Regions from separate parts of the Mus musculus genome. Here regions 2 and 3 are each linked to region 1. Evidence: chromatin contacts called from public Hi-C data. All regions are on one chromosome and are shown on one strand. Each heading gives the region's core, a stretch centred on a gene start, on an enhancer-like site or on the middle of the called end of the contact. The rest is flanking DNA. Distances are from core to core; before and after follow the strand shown.

Region 1 (2,700 bases), core at 195-2,694:
CTCTCCTCTCTGTCCTTCTAATTATGAGGAATACAACTAGAACTGGTCTTAACCATCAAACATCCACGTCTGGATTTTCCACACAGACAGTTTCGACAACTATGGAACAAACATCTCTGGAAAGGACTTCAGGACTGGAGATGCAGGAATCTCCTCTTGCCCTGCTTCCCCAGGGCATGGTGTTCCCAGGTACCAAGAATCTAAGGCATCTAGGGATGTATGAAGCATCAGAAGGATGCAGGCTGGTTCTATGCAAACATGATGCTATGCTCTCTAAGGGACCCTGTAAAGGAACAGGGGTCCTGGCTGTGAGGGCCTCCCTGCAGACTCAGAGAGAAGACTGTTACGACAGAGGCGTCCTTAGGGATAACGGTGAGGGCTCCATCTGAAGTTCATGCTGCTCATTCCTCAAAGCTCCCACCGAAAAAATGCTCTCATCTTCTAAGTCTGCCTCAGAGTCCACCTCCAGGAACTAAATCACACACTGGCAGCTGCTCAGGAGTGGACCACACATGTGCACAGAAAACACACACTTCTTGTTTATTCCATATTTGTTTCATTGTTAGTTCCACTTTATATATCTGCTATATATGGCACTACATTAGATTGAATATTATATAATTACATGTCACATACACATTACATACCGGCAGTTTCATACAGTATACATTCCTTTTCTTTTTTCTTTTTTTTCTTTTCTTTTCTTTTTTTTTTTTTTTTTTTTGGTTTTTCAAGACAGGGTTTCTCTGTATAGCCCTGGTTGTCCTGGAACTCACTCTGTAGACCCGGCTGGCCTCGAACTCAGAAATCTGCCTGCTTCTGCCTCCCCAGTGCTGGGATTAAAGGTGTGCGCCACCACTGCCCGGCCAGTGTATATTTCTTAAAGTGTTTTTTTTTTTTTTTTTTTAACTGCCTAAGCGTGTTTTGTTTTGTTTAAATATAAGGAATAGTGGGTGTGGAAAGCCAAATCCTACTGATCTCGTGAAAACATCCCTGATTTTATATTTCTCATGCCCTTGCGACCTCAGATTCCACCTACCTGAGCCACGCCCAGGTCTTCCTGGCAAAATCTCTTCCCTCCAGAATCTGACTCAGTCTTTCTGCCTGGCACACTGGGGCCGCAGCTAACAGACGTCGGATGAATAACATCCTGTAATGTGGGGCCCTCGCTGAGGAGAGGTGGGGGGCAGGGCGAGGTTCTGGGCCAGAATTCATGCTAAGTCAAAGTTAAGGCCCCAACTCCCAGCAGCTTAGTAACCGCACGACTGGCTTCATTCGTGCCGGTTCCCACACACCCACGCCAGGAAGAGGGAAGGGATAGCCTGTCCCCAGGAGTAGGGGCAACTGCAGCTCTTCCTCCAGTGAGAACTCCAGTCTCTGAGCTGGGCTCCATCCTTCTGCACTGGGAAATGGTTTTCTTGACTCCCCCTGGGCACTTTTCCCAGGAGGATCCACTAGATGGCCTGCGTTGAACACCACCTTTCCGGGAGCGTGCCTGAAGGGGGAAGGACTGCTTCTTAGCCTTCCTGCTTAGCTATTTTCTTCTTCTTCACAATTTGTCCAGGTAAATCTCCTGCAGTGTAACCATACTAACCCCTCAACAAACTTCACGTTAGACAATAGGAACGAGCTGAGGGGTGAGTGTTGAGACTCTTTAGTGGAAGAGCTCTCTGACTGGAAACACAGCAAATCAAGCGATTTCTGAGTCACAGCACGGACAGTACTGCAGAGAAAGAAGTAGTAAATTAAGGCCTGCTACACAAGCTAGTTTGAATAAAGAGAAACGACAAGACCTTGTACTGGTGGGGCCGGAGTAATTCAAGCTCCACGGCACTTTGGGGGTAGGCACGGGGCATCGCCACACATGTAGTTGTGGCTTTTGCCCTTAGTTGTAAAAGCCAAAGACAGTTTGAACTCTTTGACCGGGAAACTTCGAAGATTCCTAAAGCTAGAGAAAAGCAGTCAGTATGAAAAAAAAAAAAAGTTCGTCTCTGCTACTTGCAGTAAAGGAAACTTGGAAAGAAGCCCAGGGACTGACTGTAGGGAGCTGACTCAGCCAATGCGCAGCTGAGAAGATGGACCGCGTGGAGCGCCCCCGCCCCTGGATACAGGAAGTCCTGCTGAGTGGCTATTTTCTCTGGTTAAATGTAGATTTGCGAGTTTGGGGATGAAAGTAAGAGCAGACTGCTTGTGTCCGAGTAAACTCTTACACAGACAATGATTGTTACACCACACATGAAGAAAACCCAAACCAGCTTGTGCTGGATCCCCAAACCCAGCTCAGGAAGCTAAGGCAGAAAGGATCATGAGTTCTAAGCCAACCTGGGCTACTTGGAGAACATACACAAATTAAACTCAACAGCCACCGTCAGTTGGAGGAGCTGATTCTAGAGTCGATTTTCGGGAGCTGAGTGAGGGGCATTATAGTCGGTCTGGCTTTCTGTAACAAAATGCCACAGACTGGCAGAGTTCAGAAAAGCTTGGAGTTCCAGAGGCCATCAAGTATCATAGGAGTCGTCTAACAAGAGGATGGGTCAGAGCCCTCTTTTCTTCTCTTCCTGACTTCTCTGTGTCATCACCTCTGCTGGGCAAAGACTCTGTCAGGCAGAAACTGCTTGTTCTTGGGCTCCTCCTGAATGGTTGAGAAGGACATTCCTAAATTGATAAATTCTCTAGCCTCATGTACTCTGCCACAGCCTC
Region 2 (2,700 bases), core at 55-2,554, 130 kb after region 1:
AGCCACAAATAAGCCACCTGCAGTTGGTTGAGTCCACATACGTAACTGACTAGTTTCTGGCCCCTTGTAGGAGAGACACAAGGAGTTGAGAAGGGGAGGGGTGGCTCACAGAGAAGACTCCAGGTTTGGGGGTCAGCTTGACCACTGTGAATCAAAGAGGTATTTTTGTGTCTCAGCAAGACTCCTGTGGGGGAAATGGCTCCACTTCAAGTCCTCTGACACAATGTTCAGAGTAGTTGGGTGTCAGCTTCTAATTTCCTTTCTGCACACAGTCAAGTTTTGTTGTCCCAGCTTAGCTTTGCATTTAATTTCCTTAGGCCTCTGATACAAACAAAGCTCTCCTAAGAAGAAAATGGAGATAAGAATAATGGCACAAAGAAGCACACATGCAACTCTGATGACATCACCAACATTCTCATTAAGATGAATGTGTGCGTGCGTCAAGACAAACAAATATCTTACTTGCAAAGGCACAGGGCAGCAGTAGAGTCCTGTTCAGGGATATAAAGGAAGTCATGCTTGCTTTGTTCAATCCACACCATAATTCCTTATATTTTTATGTCACACAATTCTCTCAAGTTCAGAACAAGACATCATTCTTACAAAATATCAAATAAATATATTTGTCTCCATAGTAAGCATGCAGCTATCTCTAGCTCTACAATCAGAAAAGGTCACATAGTAAAATGCCAGTAAGACATTATCTTAAAATATTAGCTAGTGTGCAAATATCCCGGCAGAATAGGAGATTACTCAATGTTGAAAAATACTTGTTTTGGCAAGCTCAATTTCTGTTTAGAGCTATTTTAACCTTAGTTGGCTGTCTTCTTTTCCCCTAATAGTCTCCTCTCTGACATCTGATATATGTTTGCCAAATGGCCTGACTTTTAAAATTTGTATATACTTCCATTCCAAGGGTACTCTTTATAGAGTGATTTGCAAATTGTGCATATTTGTTCTAAACGTCACATCTCTTTGAAAAACCACAGTGTCGATGAGAAACTCGCAGCTTCTGGTTAGACTTTTAATTTTGGATAGGTTGCGCTGGGGAGGTGGCTCGGTGGTTAAGAGCACTGGCTGCTCTTCCACAGCTCACAAACATCTGTCTCTCCAGTTCTGGGGGATCCCGTGCCTCTTCTGCTTACTCAAGGACACAGTGCGCAGAGACACGGCCGGCAAACACCCACGTCCATAAAATAAAAGACAGAAGAATTAAATTTTTGTTAGATTAACACAATGGGTGACTAATACATACATGGTAGAATGGATAACAAGGAGACTGTCAAGGAAGAAAATGAGATGAATCATGGGAAAACCCTCTCTGAACAATTATCTCCTAACCCACCCATGTGGCTAAATTGTGGAAACTACCACATTCCAATAAGAAAGAATAACGGGGTAGCTTCGAGTTTGGGGCAAATCTAGTCCTTACAGTTAGTTCCAGGCCAAATCACGTAGAATGAATGAATGAGTGAATGAGTGAATGACTGGATGAAGGCATGCTACTACTGAAGGAGACACCCAAATGTTAAATTTCTCTTACAAGTTGAATAGTGTTTTTTTCATTCCCTTCAAAAAGACCTGGTGAAGGTCTAACTGACCCAGAATGTGACCTTACATGAAAACACGGTACTTAGGATTCCACTAGTTTGGATGGGGTCACACTTGAGTAGGCTGGGCTTTTAACCCAATACGCCTGGTGTCCTTGAAGGAAGAGACAGTGTGAAGACATCCACAGTGTGCCATCTGACGGACAGTGGCCTACGGCGTGAGCCCAAGAAAGGCAAGCAAGCCTGTCAGCAGCCAGCAGGAGCTGGAAGAGGCAGGAGAGGGCTTCTCGCCAAGGCTGTGGGACCATACATTTATGCTGGTTTACTCAGCCCAGCATAAGGTTTTTGTAAGAGTCACCTTATGGAAATTAATAATTTATCTCACATTACTTAAAAATGTAGTATTAGAAATCATGCTCAGAAAATTCAGCTTGTGACCTGGAGGAAAGAAAATCACAGATAGATTTTTTTTTTTTCAGCTAAAAACTACTAAAATTTTACGTATTTCTTCCCATCACTCATTCCCAAGAGTAATTTTTTTGTTTGTTTGTTTGGGTTTTTTGGGTTTTTTTTTTTTTTTTTTTGAGACAGGGTTTCTCTGTGTAGCCCTGGCTGTCCTGGAACTCATTCTGTAGTTCAGGCTGGCCTCGAACTCAGAAATCCCCCTGCCTCTGCCTCCCAAGTGCTGAGATTAAAGGAGTGCGCCACCATGCCCGGCATCCCCCAGAGTAATTTTTAAGTTTTACATAGCTATGGCCATGAGCTTAAATTGTGTACAGTGATAGTTTCAATAATGGTACGAACATTTTATGTTTTTGCAAGTGTTCTTAGCGCTATCACTATCACCCAGATTAACGTTAGCAATTTTGCTTTGTGATTCTTATTGTCTCAGATACTGTCTTTTGGGTTGACTTTGGAGAAATTTAAAGTTCTTCCGGTTATCAATAATTCTCTAAGTCCTGCTCTGTGAGAAACATGAGTGTGATGGTTAGTCTTGTCTGTCAGTTTGATGTGATTTTAGGGTTACCTAGGAGACAGTTTTGGCCGTGTCTGTGATCACTCTTTCAAAAGAGCTTAACTGAGGCAGGGAGACTTGGGTTTCATGGGCTGGACGCCCCACAGGATCCAAAGGGCAAAACAACTGTCATGC
Region 3 (2,700 bases), core at 118-2,617, 150 kb before region 1:
CCTTTATGAATTGTAATATTAATATTTTTGGAAATAGAGGTTTGCCAAAGGGGTCTCGAGCCCCTTGAGGAAGGCTGAGAACCACTGCCTTAAGGTAAAGAGGCCTCCTGTGAGAGTCTAACCTACAGGTTAGATGCAGGGCTGTGCCTGGGACTGGGAAGCAGGGTGGCTGTTAGTATTGCGATGGAGCTGCACCTGTGTGGGAAAACTTCCGATCAAAGACTCAGAACCCCCCAGGCATAGGTGAAGCCTTTCTTGCCAAGCTGGTTCAAAAGTTTCTGATGTGTTAGGATGTGAGGAGAAAGTCTCTCTCCCACCCACTCCAGAAAGCCTAAAAGGCTCCATAGGGCTTTTGTCTGACCTTGGACAGCTGCACAGTGACCTTGAGGGGCTTACAGTTTTCAGTTTCTCTCACAGCTGGCGCTGTCTGTTGCTTATATCCTGGCCTGATTCATAAGACTCTTACTCTGAGGTAATTATTACTTTTTCAATAAAAGCATCTGGACAGAGATATTCTTTATAAGCGATATCCACCAGAATATACTTGCAGAATATAGGACACTATAGGACAAGCAGTAACAATGATTAATATGTCCCAAGACAAACAAACCCCACGAAACATTCAAGATAAATACATGATCTTTTCCAAGTATTTATGGAAAGATGACTTTTGCACAAGATAGATCTAAATCTAGAGGGCTTGGAGAGACGGTGCAGAGGTTAAGGGCCCACAGGACTCTGCAGCAGATGGAATTCTGGTCCTAGCAGCCTTTGGGGGCAGTTCACAACTGCTTGTAATTCCAGCTCCAGGGGATCTGGTGCCCGATTCTGGCCTCTGTGGGTGCTGCACTCACATGTACAACACTACATTTAGACACACACACACACACAACTTCAAAATAAATTCTAAAATAAAAAGATCTAGATGATGTTACTTTTAGTTTAAAGATCTTGACTGCCTCATTTGTGTTTCTGGAATCCGATGGCTCTTAGTTCTATCAGATGCAGTAAGTTTTCCTGGAACCAAGTACTGAAGGCTTACTTTATAGACAGTAAAATGATGAAGAAAATAGAAACAAGAAGGGGCTTTGCGGGCTCACGCTATTCCTCTTGGAAGGCTGCGACAGGAGGATGGACCAAGAGGATGAGATTAGGTTACCTCTGGTTTCTTTGTGTGAGTGTGAGCCCCTTGGCAGAGGCAGAAGGAAGTTAAGAATCACAACTGAAACAGGTTTGGGAAATTTGAGCATTAACCTTTTCTCCTGGTTTCTCAGAAAAATGGAGAAAAACTCCCTTTTGCCTTACTGAAGGGAAGTGTGGCCAGTGCGCTGGCCTTGCGCGCACTGGCCTTGCCTGTTTGTGGCAGTCACTGCGGTCTCTCTGCTAGGCCCTCGAGAGAAATGCTCTGACCCCCGTGGCAATGGCTACAGAGAAAAGTCCACACTGTTGGAAATAGATGTGTCTGGGGCCGGTACTTTCGGGAGCCGGTGCAAGCTGCGTAGCCTCTCTAGGTGTCTGAAAACATCTGGTGCTGATACGGCTCAAGGCCAAACAACCCAAAAGCCTCGGGCGGGCGAGCTGAGCAACTCCAGGACAGGTAGGTTAACACAAAGGCAGCATCTTCTGCAGGAAGTTAGGACCCAGTGAGCTCTTGATAAGAAGAGCATTTACAAGCTTGAAGACTGCAGGGGAAGGAAGCAGATGTAATCTCCCACTACAGAAGTTCCCTTTTCTGCCCTATAAAACTCCAACCCGCCCCACCCCCCACCCCCACTCCTAAGCACATTCCCCAGGAGTGGCTTCTGCCCTTGGCTGTTCTGATTAAAGGAAAACCTGCTTCTGTAGGGTCTGGTCTCCAATGTTCTCTAGCCTGGAGCGATTCTAACAATCAGCCAACTGATCTAACTCTAGCCTCCGGCTCACACAAGGCCTGAGTAAGCACACTTGGGAAAGGCTTCTCTGTTCTGCCCTCCTCATCTTTTACAAGTAGCTGTTCCTACAGCCTGTATCTGGATCCTGGACCCTGGCGGGGGCTTCAGTAGCTGCGCTGAGGATATTGAAGAAGTAAGAGAGGAGGGCAACCCCAGGAGCGGAGGAGTAAGACCCACCTCCATCCTTATTGGACTTCCCCAAAGCATGGGGGAAGGAAAGAAGTTGAGTCAAGATGGGGTTTAATGTTTGCTTCAAGGACAAGCGACTGTAAATAAAGTTCCACTGCTCAGTCACCAGGGGGCGCACTAAATCTTTGCCTCCTACAAAATTCCCAAGTTTGGAAACTGTAAGTTTGTTAGAAACTCCCAAAGGTCCCACCGCTTATCTAGAAATGTCCAGGAGATGAAGAAACCACCGTGAGACATGGAGCAGGTAAGGACGATCAGAGCAAGAAGTGAAACCATTCATCCTCAGATACCTCGGTTCTTGCCAGGGGGATCCGACAGTAGACAAAGGGCTTCTGTGGGATGTGAAAAAACGAGGGACGTCGAGGCACAGCCAGCACTATAGCCCCCCTACGGTGAGCCAAGCAGGCTTGGGGATAATCTCGTTCTAGTGGGGAGAAACTGAGGTAGAAACGAACCCCTCGTGCTTGAAAGTTGGTGAAGCAATGAAATGAAGTCAATTCTGTCTCCAAACCAATTTTAAGTTCTAGTATGGGGGAAGACACTACAGACCAGTGTTGGTGTCCCAGTGAGCTGAGAGGAG

The links. A called contact is a pair of places that touch in the nucleus more often than the background predicts.
Region 2: a Hi-C map of embryonic fibroblasts shows a contact between it and region 1, with 5 times the contacts expected there. The contact joins two enhancer-like sites. A contact is called at or near these places in 33 of 484 Hi-C or Micro-C datasets (the AML12 cell line, the C2C12 cell line, CD4 T cells and 22 more), 19 of 115 datasets of contacts at active chromatin or transcription factors (the NIH/3T3 cell line, Th17 cells, astrocytes and 15 more) and 2 of 9 other capture datasets (bone marrow-derived macrophages and embryonic stem cells).
Region 3: a Hi-C map of embryonic stem cells shows a contact between it and region 1, with 2.1 times the contacts expected there. The contact joins two enhancer-like sites. A contact is called at or near these places in 7 of 484 Hi-C or Micro-C datasets (the HL-1 cell line, embryonic stem cells, liver and 2 more).

Annotation. Positions count from the first base shown.
Region 1 is chr1:39,760,122-39,762,821 of GRCm38.p6, forward strand. No RefSeq gene overlaps it. Among named protein-coding and RNA genes, the nearest start is that of Rfx8, 40 kb to the left of the region's middle. Within about 2 kb of position 1,445, at least 259 of the 459 cell types and tissues checked have an H3K27ac peak or open chromatin away from gene starts, as enhancers often do. A contact at or near this core is called in the C2C12 cell line, the HL-1 cell line, the NIH/3T3 cell line and 6 more, where this site is marked.
Region 2 is chr1:39,888,362-39,891,061 of GRCm38.p6, forward strand. No RefSeq gene overlaps it. Among named protein-coding and RNA genes, the nearest start is that of Map4k4, 11 kb to the right of the region's middle. Within about 2 kb of position 1,305, at least 34 of the 459 cell types and tissues checked have an H3K27ac peak or open chromatin away from gene starts, as enhancers often do. A contact at or near this core is called in the C2C12 cell line, the HL-1 cell line, the NIH/3T3 cell line and 4 more, where this site is marked.
Region 3 is chr1:39,612,879-39,615,578 of GRCm38.p6, forward strand. No RefSeq gene overlaps it. Among named protein-coding and RNA genes, the nearest start is that of Gm51620, 22 kb to the left of the region's middle. Within about 2 kb of position 1,368, at least 89 of the 459 cell types and tissues checked have an H3K27ac peak or open chromatin away from gene starts, as enhancers often do. A contact at or near this core is called in embryonic stem cells and uterus, where this site is marked.